Linked DNA regions of Sus scrofa: region 2 is linked to region 1. Evidence: chromatin contacts called from public Hi-C data. All regions are on one chromosome and are shown on one strand. The core of a region is the stretch at or near the end of the contact, and the rest is flanking DNA. Distances in the headings are between cores, read along the strand shown. Region 1 holds the start of MIER1 (mesoderm induction early response protein 1). Region 2 holds the start of LEPROT (leptin receptor overlapping transcript).

Region 1 (5,197 bases), core at 2,671-5,170:
TTGAATTACCTTAGTCCTTTGGACTTGAAACAGAAATGACTTTTTTATAAGTCAGTTTATATTCAAACACTTCTCACTTTGAGATGCTTGATGGAAATAGCTGTGAAGGCAAAGAACAATGGATGTGCACAGACCTGAGGTGGGTAAAGCTACAAAGAATAAGAGGCCCAGAGGTAGGAACTCAGGCTTTATAAAACCATCAGGTTGAAGGAGAATTATCCATTTAAATATGAAAGCCAATAAATAAAAATTTAGCTGGTTACCTAAAGGAAAGTTAAACATATTGTCAAAATGCAAGGTACAGGAATAACTTGCTTAAGACCATTTAATCTTTGATTCTTCAGTTTAAACCTCCAACAAAGATCACCATTGTGATAAAGAGCTGGGGATCATGATCCCTTAAGCTACTGAATGAATTCTCGAATTGTCGGGAATATGGAGATCTGGGACATATTTGACTAGGTATCTACTGACAAAGGACTTTTTTAAGTCTATTAATACTGTGTATCAATTTTACTAATTTTAAGTGGTAATTTTAACAATAGTTTGGGGGAAAACTCCCTCTACATTTTTCTCCTTCCTTTTTTTTTTGCAAATGTGGGTTAAGTGATTTTTTTGTTTTTTAGGTTCAGATATCGTAAAGGTAAAGGGAAACACCTCCAATATTTTAAGTCTCGAGTAATATATTAACACTGAATTCAATAGTACTGAATTCTACTCCCCTTTTATTATTCTATCTTAAAAATTTTTAGGAGCCATCTTAAGGATAGCTAAGTCTTTCTCAAAACTCTTGCTTACCTCTTTAGTATCAAATATGTAAAACTTAATGATTCATGAGCTGTAGTATCTTAATGTTGGATGGGACCTTAGCGGTTTTTAGTCAATTTCTACCCTGTCTAGGTAGGAATCCCTCATTCCATTTTCCCCACTACCAGGCTTTTCTGCCTATGTTTAAACACCTCCAGTGACTCACTCTCTCATGCATTGATAAGGCTGCTCTTTTCAAAAAAAAGCTCTAATGTTTGGAACAGTCTTCTTTTTATTAAATTAGAATCTACCTCCTTCTTACTTCTTCCTGCTACCTTGAGTTCTCCAGCATTTTGGATTAATTCAACAGATGTCTTCTTTGTATTCAAATACAAACACTTAATATTTATACTTGGGTTAACAAAAATAAATCTGTAAATCCTATTGATACTAGGTGAACTGAAAATGGGACGTTATAGAGTTGACAGTATGAGAAAATTCACCATTACCGATTAGGTATTTAAAATTATTAGTTTATAGTCTTTATTATTGTGATATCCAAAATGGTAGTTCTGTTAGAATTGTGTAGTAAAACATTTACAGTTAGGCTAAAAGGTGTTGTTAATTCCAATTATATGTGAGGTTTGTGGCTAATGCCTTAAAACAAAAAAATCACTATACAAAGCCTGAATAAATGCCTCTTTAGCTCCCATTCTCCACCTAAAGGCTTCCTTATTTTCCGGCAAGCTAACATCAACTTTTACCACATTAAGCTACTCAAAACTGCTGTTATTTTGGGAAATTATTTTTAAGCAATTTACTGCATACTCCATTAAAAAATTATTAAACAATTTTATAGAGGCTCCAATACACATACATACACACACACATGCACACATACACGAACCCCTCAAAGTTATTATTTTGCTATTAACAAAAGCATGTTAAGCCTCAATTTTACTTCAACCAGCACCTCAAACTAGCCAATAATTAAACCTGGCAATTTACATACATCTAAGAAATATAACCTTTAATTTGGTACCAATATTTGATTCAAAGATAAGTAATGTATACCAATACTATAAAAACACGTTATGCAATTCAGAAAGGTACCTCTCAAAATGCACCAAGAAAATACCTGTAACAATTTAGACTCTGAGACTGTTTAAATGAAACAGATTAATACAGCACATTCACAATTCTAAAATCAAATTCTGTATCTAACAATTTTCAGAGTCCACGAGTCCCTTTTGAGATTACTTTGTAAACTATTTCCTAAAATTTTTATTTAAAAGTGACAGCCTACACATGATGTGCAGGTAAAAATTTATGGATAACTATGAATTTGGTTGAGAATACCTAAATGTTGATGTCACCTATTTTTAAACTGAGATTTTAGATAAATTGAGAATTTTACCTTTACTTTAGCAAGCAGAATGTAGGTTACAAAGTAGTAATTAATGCATTACATTTGTAAGCCCCACATCTATGCAACAATCAGCATCATCTTTTTGTTAGTTTGATTTTTATTAATGCCACTCCAAATACACACACATATATATAGCCTTTTGATTCTTCAAAGAACAGTTCTGGTTTTTCTTTTCGTAATTTTTACATAAAGAATTGTATCCAGTGGTTCCACTTTATCAGATTACCACAAACTGATATTTCAATAGTTTTAATATTTTTGACATGTTATTTTTATCTCATCCAAACTCTGGAAATTATTAGCCCATCAGTCGTTCTCATACACTAGAAGAGTAATATAACATTTATATTACTTGAGGGAGTTTGGACTTTCCCTCCCTTAATCTCCAAGCGTGCCCCTGCCTACCAGCATCACATCCGTCTTGTCTGCATTGAACCTCAACCAGTTGGTTCTTAACCACGTCCGAAACTCAGCCAGGCACTGGGAGAATCGAGCCACCACACCATCTGGATCAAAGGAAAGAGAGCCTCAGTAGTAAGGAGACCAAAGACGATGATACCACAAGCTCCCCATTCACCCTGTCTCTAATTTTTTAAAACACGGTCAAGAATTGGGACAGGAATCCCACGACAATTTTAGAAAAACATTAATGAGCCTTGGGTCATGCAGTCTGTAACTGATGGTAATGAAATAAAAGCGACCCCAAAAATAGGTCGCCTTATTCCACCCATGACTGAAGAAAGGTTCACTCAACTCCGGGTGGTCTCAGCTAAGCGGCCTCAGTGGAGGGGCCAGTCTTGTAATTGCATAAGCTTTTCTGCAAAATTAAGAGTTTTAGCGTTGGAGGAAGCTTTGGGGATAAATGGGGCCCAGAGGTGGATAATGACTCGCCCAAGGTCACATAGCGAAGACTAGCGATGGGCTCCAGGCCAGAGATCTTTCCACCAAAAGCTGAAAGAACAAGGCCATTCAAAGGCGGGGGAGGCATCTGTCTCCAGGGTGGGGCTGCGAGGACCTCACTCCCTTACAATAACGCCTTCTTCGAGCCTCTCTTCCCTCCCTCACTCCCTCTGAAAAGGGCCGGTTCGCCCAAGGGCTGCAGTGGGATCGAATCCGTGATACAGAGGCAAAGAGGCGGAGCCACGGGCACCATCAGCTTGGCCCCACCCCGACCAGGTTCGGGATCAGACTGAAGAAAGGGGCGGAAGCCGACAGGGCGAGGCGAACTCACTCCGCAGCGGATTCCCAGCGCGCCGCGGATGCTGGGGAAGACCGGCGCTGCAGCCACCACCGCCAAAGCAAAAGACCCGGCTGGGAAGGGGTGGGCGGCGGAGAGGCGCTGCGCATGCGCCCTGGGTGGCCGGCGCCACTTCGGGAGGGGGAGCAAGAAGGGCTTGATCTCTCAGCCCCTCCCCGGAAGTTAAGGATCTTCCGGGCGATACAGTGCGGTGGGGGAGGGGAAGGAGAAAAAGGGTACCGGGGACACTTGGAGAGCCCTTCATCCCAAATAGGACTAGGAGAGGATAGATGGTTTATGGAGGCTGCACTTACAGCCGCTGCCGCTGCTGCCACCGCCACCTTCGCTGCTGCCGCCACCGCCTGAAGAAGCCCCATCCATCCGCCTGCAGCCGGGGAGACTCAGAGCCTGGGAGGGGCCTGGGGCCCGGGCCGCCCGCCTCCTTCTTCTAGTCGTCGGCCGGAGCTTCCTCTTGCTCCGCCAACCCTCTGCCCTCCCCTTCGCCTCCGCCCTCCTCCTGGGCCTCTAGCCGCCAGCCAACCGCGCGGCCGCTTGTTGAGCCAGGGCTCCACTGTCTCCATGACGCCCGGCAAACATTCCCGTGCCTCAGCTGGAGCCGCTAACGCCGAGGGTTGGGATACTGGGTCTCCAGAAGCAGCCAAGGAAGGGGGTGGTCGACCACTCCCATCCGGTCGCCGCCATGCCCATCTCTCCGGTAAACAGCCGCAAGCAGCAGAATCTCGGGGTGTAAGTTCCGGCGCTGAAACTTTAGTCCATCCCGCCTGATCCCGGAGAGAGCCCTTTCAGAGCCTTTTACTGCATCTGTGTTCAATCAGCAGTCTTGGAAGCTCCTAGGCGGCAGTGTTTCCTTCCTTGACCTAATACATCCTTTTCTAAACCTCTACTGCTGTGCTTGCTCTCTTAGAAAAGAACCTAGTTTGTTTAGAACTACCTTTCGTCCTAGTACTCCTGTTTTTTTGTTTTGTTTTCGGTCTGCAGTCTCAAGCCTTTTGCCTTCAAATTGTGCCGAGATGTTCAATCCTCTCAACTTCTATGACTCATCAGACTGTACATTGCTATGCGCTGTAGTCGAGGTTTTTTCCTGCCTCCTCCTCATACCATCCTCCCTTAAAACTCATTCCAGCTCACAACGTTCTGTTGTTCTGCAGCAGTGGATGAGAGGCTGGAGAAAAGCAGACAGCTCTGGCGATTTGTCTCACATTTAAACTTATATGGTCCCTTAGTCTAGCAGCCCCACTAAAGTTTCCTAATTCCTCGGCCCTTCCATGCTTCCAGACCACTTTTGTTCTCTCTTTTCAAGCCTTCTGTGACTCTGCTCTCCAGTCTCTTCCAGCTGTCTTTCTTTAGCAGAACTTGTTGAATGAACTTGGAAGAGAACCTTGCGTTCTCTCTTGAATATGGTACTCAGGTCTTTGTCCATCCTACCACTTCTCTCTCTCACACACACACAAATAGCTTTTGTGAAGGTAAGCAATAGCTCTCCAGCTATCCAACTGGACATTTCTCAGTTTCTTTTCTAACACATTCATTAGCAGTTTTCATCTAGTTTATCACTTCTTGAGTTTCGAATCACATAATTGGGTTTCTGGAACACCACCCCTCCTTAATTGTCCCCTTGGTTTATGTCTACCTCTTTTCAAAATACTCTGCTGGTACCTCATCTCGTCCATACCTAAATGTGGGAGTGTTGCTGGGATCAGTGTTTAAACCTCTTTTCCGCACTATTGTTTTTTGCCTTTCAGAATTACCTGTATACTGATGCT
Region 2 (5,411 bases), core at 2,688-5,187, 1.3 Mb after region 1:
TATCACTAAGTCATGACAGGAACTCCTCTGCTCACTTTCACAACGCTCTTTGCTAAAGGTAGCAATCAAAAGCACAATACAATCTATTATCCAAATATCCTTCTGAAAAAAAAAATCCTTAATATTCAAAATTGATGAATTTTGATTGCTTCCTTTCACTTTAAGAGGCCATTTGGGGAGACTTCCTTTTTTTTTTTGGTGGTACTTATGGCATGTGGAAATTCCCGGGCCAGGGATCAAACCCATGCCACAGCAGTGACCCAAGTCGCTGCAATAACAACACTGGATCTTTGACTTCCTGTGCCACAAGAGAACTCCCTGGGGAGACTTTTATAGGACAACACCAGGGTGATTTTAAAAACATCTGGAAATATACAGACATCAGGGGAAAAGCAAGATTGTTATATTTTATATCTGTTTTCCATTTAGTACATGACATTTTCAGGGGAAAAATGTACAAAAGTAACTTTTCCCATAATATGTCACTACAGATGATCTCGTCCTCATTGGCTTTGTCACCTCCCTGTGCCTGACAACCTGTGCTGGTACCTCTTCTGGGAGACCATTCAAAGCTAGCAACCCTGGACCTCTTCCCTCTGTTTAAGGTCCCCAATCTCTCCAGGTCCACGATCGAATCTCCAGTTGAGCTATCTACCCCCTTTTTCTTTTCCAGGACTTGCATCCTTTGCCGTCCCTTAAACTTGTAGCTAGCCAGGAATCCAACTTCATCTCTTCTGTCACTCCACACTCTTTCTGGAACACCGCATTAAAACCAAAGCTCCCCAGTACCACGAGCGCCCAGCGACACTGATGCTGCAGCCCAGAGTAGGTCCTAAGAACTAGGGCTCTCCCTCCAACTCCAATCTGGACTTCTCTGTCTGGGTAGCCAACCAGGACCTCAACTTCAACATGTGCAACACTGAAACCTTCCCACCTTCTTCTCCCCACACATGCCTTTTCCTTGAAGGTTCTATCTTGAAAGACCAACATCAACCCTATACTCTATTTCCTAGAAAATCAGTAAGTCAAGGGCACTCAACCTCCGAGCCTCACTCAAACCCACTGCTAAACACTGAGTGATTGCGTCCCCTCCCCAACCCCACAAATTCATATATTAAATCCCAAGGCCCAGTGAGATGGTATCAGGAGGTGATGAGGTCAAGAGTGGGATTAGAACCCTTATAAGAGACTCTATAGAGTTTCCTTGCCCCTTCTGCCATGTGAGGACACAGCTAGTTCCTGTCTAGATAGTAGGAAGCCAGCCTTCACCAGACCACAAAGCTGCTGGTCCCATGATCTTGGAGATCCCAGCTTCTAGAACTAAGAAATACATGGGTGTTGGTTAAGGCACCCGGCTTATGGTATTTTTGTCATAGCAGCCCTAAAGCACTGAGACAACCACCTCTTCTTCTCTTAGACGCCCAGCTGCTGCCCCCGAGTAGACCTCTATCACCTCGTGCCTGCCTTCATCTCATGACTCTTCCAATCCACCCTCCACACGGCAGTGATCTCTCAAGTACATCAAGCTGGTGTCAACCCGCCACAGTTGCTTTCACAGCCCACGAGCTATTCTAGCACTCGAGGTGCACCTCGGCCCCATGTCACATGGGTTCTCCACTTAGAATAAACTCTGCCTTCCCTCCATCCTTTACCAGTTGAAGCCTCATTGGTCCTTTGAGATTCAGACCAAGGATGGCCTCTTTTGTGAAAGTGGTCCTCTTCCTCCCCGGAGCAGGGTTCAGGAATCCCATCTGTATTAGTTTCCTAGGGCTGCTATTAATAATGAACCACAAACTGGGTGGCTTTGAAGAACAGAAATTTATTCTCTTACAGTAATAGAGGCTTGATATCTGAAACCAAGGCGTTAGCAGGGCCATGCCCCCTCTGAAGACTCTAAGGGAAGTCTCCTTCCTTGCCTTATCCTAACTTCTGGTAGCTGTCTGCCTTCTTTGGTCCTCCCTGGCTTGTAGATGCATCATTCCAGTTTCTGCCTCTGTCTTCATATGGTGTTCTCCCCATATGTCTCCATGTTTAATTTTCCCTTTTCTTATAAGGATACTAGTCATTGAGTTAGAGCCCATCTAACCCAATGTCATCCTAAATTAATTACATTTGTAAAGACCCTATTTCCAAATAAGGTCAAGTTCACAGATCCAAGGCAATTAGAACTTGAACACATTTATGTAGGAGCATCGATCCACAGCTATTTGTGTTCTCATTGTACCCTAGCACACCTTAGCCATTTAAACAGGAGCACAATTACTTCCAGCTCTGTCACCCAACAATAATTTCTCATTTAACTCTTTATCCCAAGCCTCAGGCATAAAGGCATACAGTAGTCCTTCTTTAAAAGATGAACTGAATTACCTGCAAATGCTTCCTTTTCGCAGTCCTTTTTCATTTCATAGCCTATCTTCCTTTGTACCACATCACAATTTCTAACACATTCATAATAAGTAGTATTATTTGATAGTTTCCACGCATGACTAAACACAGTGTAGTCCTGATACTTGTCACTTGTCATCTGTTTTCTGCACTGGCTTACTCTTTTTTTTTTTTCTTTTTTTTTTGGGGGGGGGCTTTTCAGGGCACATGCCATACTAGTGGCATATGGAAGTTCCCAAGCTAGGGGCTGAATCAGAGCTACAGCTGCCAGCCTACGCCGCAGCCACAGCAATGAGGGATCCTTAACCCACTGAGCCAGGCCAGGGATGGAGCCCACATCCTCATGGATACTAGTTGAATTCATCTCCGCTGAGCCACAATGGAAACTCCCTGCACTAGCTTCAAATGGTTATATTACACAGAGGACAGTGTCCAAGTAAATTATGTTTACTAATTAATGCCACATGTAAAAGTCAGCCAGAAAATGCGTCTGCTGCTAACAGTTTACACACACAGATAAATTTCATCATAAACTCATGCCTGGGTACAAATACACCCGGACGAATGTTTAGGCACATGCCGATTAACTGGAGAGGGAAGATCTTTGGGTATAAATTTCAAGGCTAGAACGCCAACGTAGAAACAAGTTATGCTACTCTATTCAAAAGATCAGAAATCAAAAGGCGTCTTACCAAACCAAAAGGATGACTTCCGACCTCTCCCAGTCACATCCCCAGTCCCTCTGAAGGCACGTAGATGAGGGAACTGGTGTTTTTGGTACCCTCTTTTTTAAAATCAAATGCCCCATCCAAAAGCAAGTACAGCGCAAACACTATCTTCTTGTCTGTCCATAAATGAATAAACACTGATAAAAGGGGCGATCAACGTGCACCCATTCTCCACAGTTACGAGAAACAGCATTTCAGGGTGCTTTCTGCTGACACCCGCTTGAAGCCAACTCTGCCCAACTGGAAAAATCATTAGGAACAACATATTTCAGTGTCCCAATTCCGGGAACACTGGAGACAATGGCTCCTCTGGAAGAAATGGGAAACTCAGCGAAGTTGCAGGAAAAGGGAAGAGAGGCGTTAGGATGGACATGTCAGGAAGTGAAAACCTAGTTTAAAACTCGGCATAGGAGCGGGTGGGACGACGCTCCAAGGAACTGGGACGGAGCAGGGAGGTGATGCCTCCACGGCTAGCCAGGATCTCCCAGCGAGGGCTCCGCGTGGAGCGTCCCGGAGACGCGGGAGAAAGCACTCAGACTAGCAGTCTTGCAGAAAAAAGGGTGAGGTTGCCCGAAACACGCCTCCACCCGCACCCCAAGGGGCCAAGGGAGCAGGAGAGCTCCTTCCCACCCAGAGAGGCGAGCAGGGTGACGGGTCTGGGGGAAGCCGTTCCCCGCCCACGCGCTGAAGGCGCAGCTCCAGGCTTAGCCCGGAGCCGAGGCACAACCCCACCAAAGGACCAGCGAGCCGGGGACCTCCGGTGTACCTTTAACGCCAGCCATGTCTCCCGAGTTGGGGCCGCGGCTGCTTCCGGTTTCCTGCCGCGGCCGTGGCCCCCGCCCAGACCCGGCCCAGGGCCGTACCTTGGGTCCCAAGCCCGCCCCGCCACGCATAGCTCCACCCCTGCTGATCCTCCCTCGGCCCAACCACTCAGAGCCCCGCCCTTGATGGGCTCCACCCCCAGCCACTCAGAGGCCCTTCACTGCTGGTCCCGATCTCCTCCCGCCCGCCACTCAGGGCCTGCCCCTGCTGGTCCCTATCTCCTCCGGCCGCACTATTCAGAGCCCCGCCCTTAATGGTCTCCACCCCTCCGCCTCGCAAAGCCCCGCCCCCGCTGGACCTCGCTCCGTCCAATCAGAGCCCCACCCCTGCAGGTCCGGCTCTCCTCCCGCCCAGTCACTCAGAGCCCCGCCCCTGACAGTCCAGCTCTCCAACCTAGCCGCACAGAATCCGCCCCTGCTGGTACCTATCTCCTCCAGCCGTGCCACCCAGAGCCCCGTCCTGCTCTCTTAGGGTTACCCCGACCTTGATCCCCGAGCTCTCCCTCTAGGTCCTGAGCTTCTGCATAATTCCCGCCCTGGTTCATCCTTTTCAGAAGGAGGCTCAGAAAGGATAGGACTTGCCTGCTTCACACAACTCTTTGCAGGAGGTTGGATTATGGGCCACTTACCCCTCTTTCTAGCTGAGAACCCCTCCATTTTACGGTGCTGCTCCTCTTCGATTACTTTTTCTTAATTTTACACAGGATTGAAAGATCGAGGGGTTCGTGGAGAATCCGGCTCCCCTTGCTACATAAGTACAAATTTTCACCACCACCACCTTTCAGGCTCACTACTCTGCTTCCTTTCTCAAAACTGTACATTGAGCACATTATTGTCAACTTCTCTTTCCCTATGTTGAGTTAAAGCATTCAGGGAAAACTCTCCACGGCCCCAAACTGGAAGCCTGGATTTCTAGCTACCTTACTGAAACACAAAGCTGCCCTCAGGAGGAAGCCTCTTTCCCCTGATTGGTGAGAATTTCCTATGGGGTCAAATCTCCTGTTTCCCTTTTCATCCCCAAGCACCCAGCCGTGTCTAGGAAAACTATGTAAGGGTTTCTTGGGACCTTCCACGTCAGCCTGAGGCTAGTCTCAAGAAGGAGAAATGATTTTGAAGAAAAATGACCTTACTTCAGAGGCACAGCTTGGTCTGAATGCCTCAGGCTTAGAAGAAACTGAAAGATGGTGAGATGCAAAAAGATAAGGTGTTTGCTCCAGGGTAATGACGAGAATCAGAAAAATGCAGAGACAGTATTTGTCTCCAACTTTCCTTTTCAGTTTATGAAGCTCTTTAGAGAGAAAACCATCTTGCCAGAGGTTTTAGCCATCTCCTGAGAAAATCTGTTTTCCTCTCGCCAGATGATGTTCACTGAAAAATTGTTCTTCCACTTACCCATTTTATGTTTCCCCGAGAATGAGTCACCAAAAACAGAAAGTAAAGCCTTAGAAGCTGAGTCCTATCCCTTAACTTGCTGTTA

Evidence for each region. A called contact is a pair of places that touch in the nucleus more often than the background predicts.
Region 2: a Hi-C map of liver shows a contact between it and region 1, with 9 times the contacts expected there. The contact joins the promoter of LEPROT here to the promoter of MIER1 in region 1. A contact is called at or near these places in 2 of 47 Hi-C or Micro-C datasets (liver and skeletal muscle).

Annotation. Positions count from the first base shown.
Region 1 is chr6:145,676,143-145,681,339 of Sscrofa11.1, forward strand. It overlaps MIER1 (mesoderm induction early response protein 1), which reads right to left and starts at 3,921. Exons shown (of 14, transcript XM_021096499.1): 1 at 3,728-3,921; 2 at 2,582-2,682. The coding sequence starts at 3,794. It overlaps WDR78 (WD repeat-containing protein 78), which reads left to right and starts at 3,993. Exons shown (of 19, transcript XM_021096495.1): 1 at 3,993-4,047; 2 at 4,050-4,097; 3 at 4,100-4,160. The coding sequence starts at 3,993.
Region 2 is chr6:146,983,324-146,988,734 of Sscrofa11.1, forward strand. It overlaps LEPROT (leptin receptor overlapping transcript), which reads right to left and starts at 3,938. Exons shown (of 4, transcript NM_001145388.1): 1 at 3,880-3,938. The coding sequence starts at 3,895.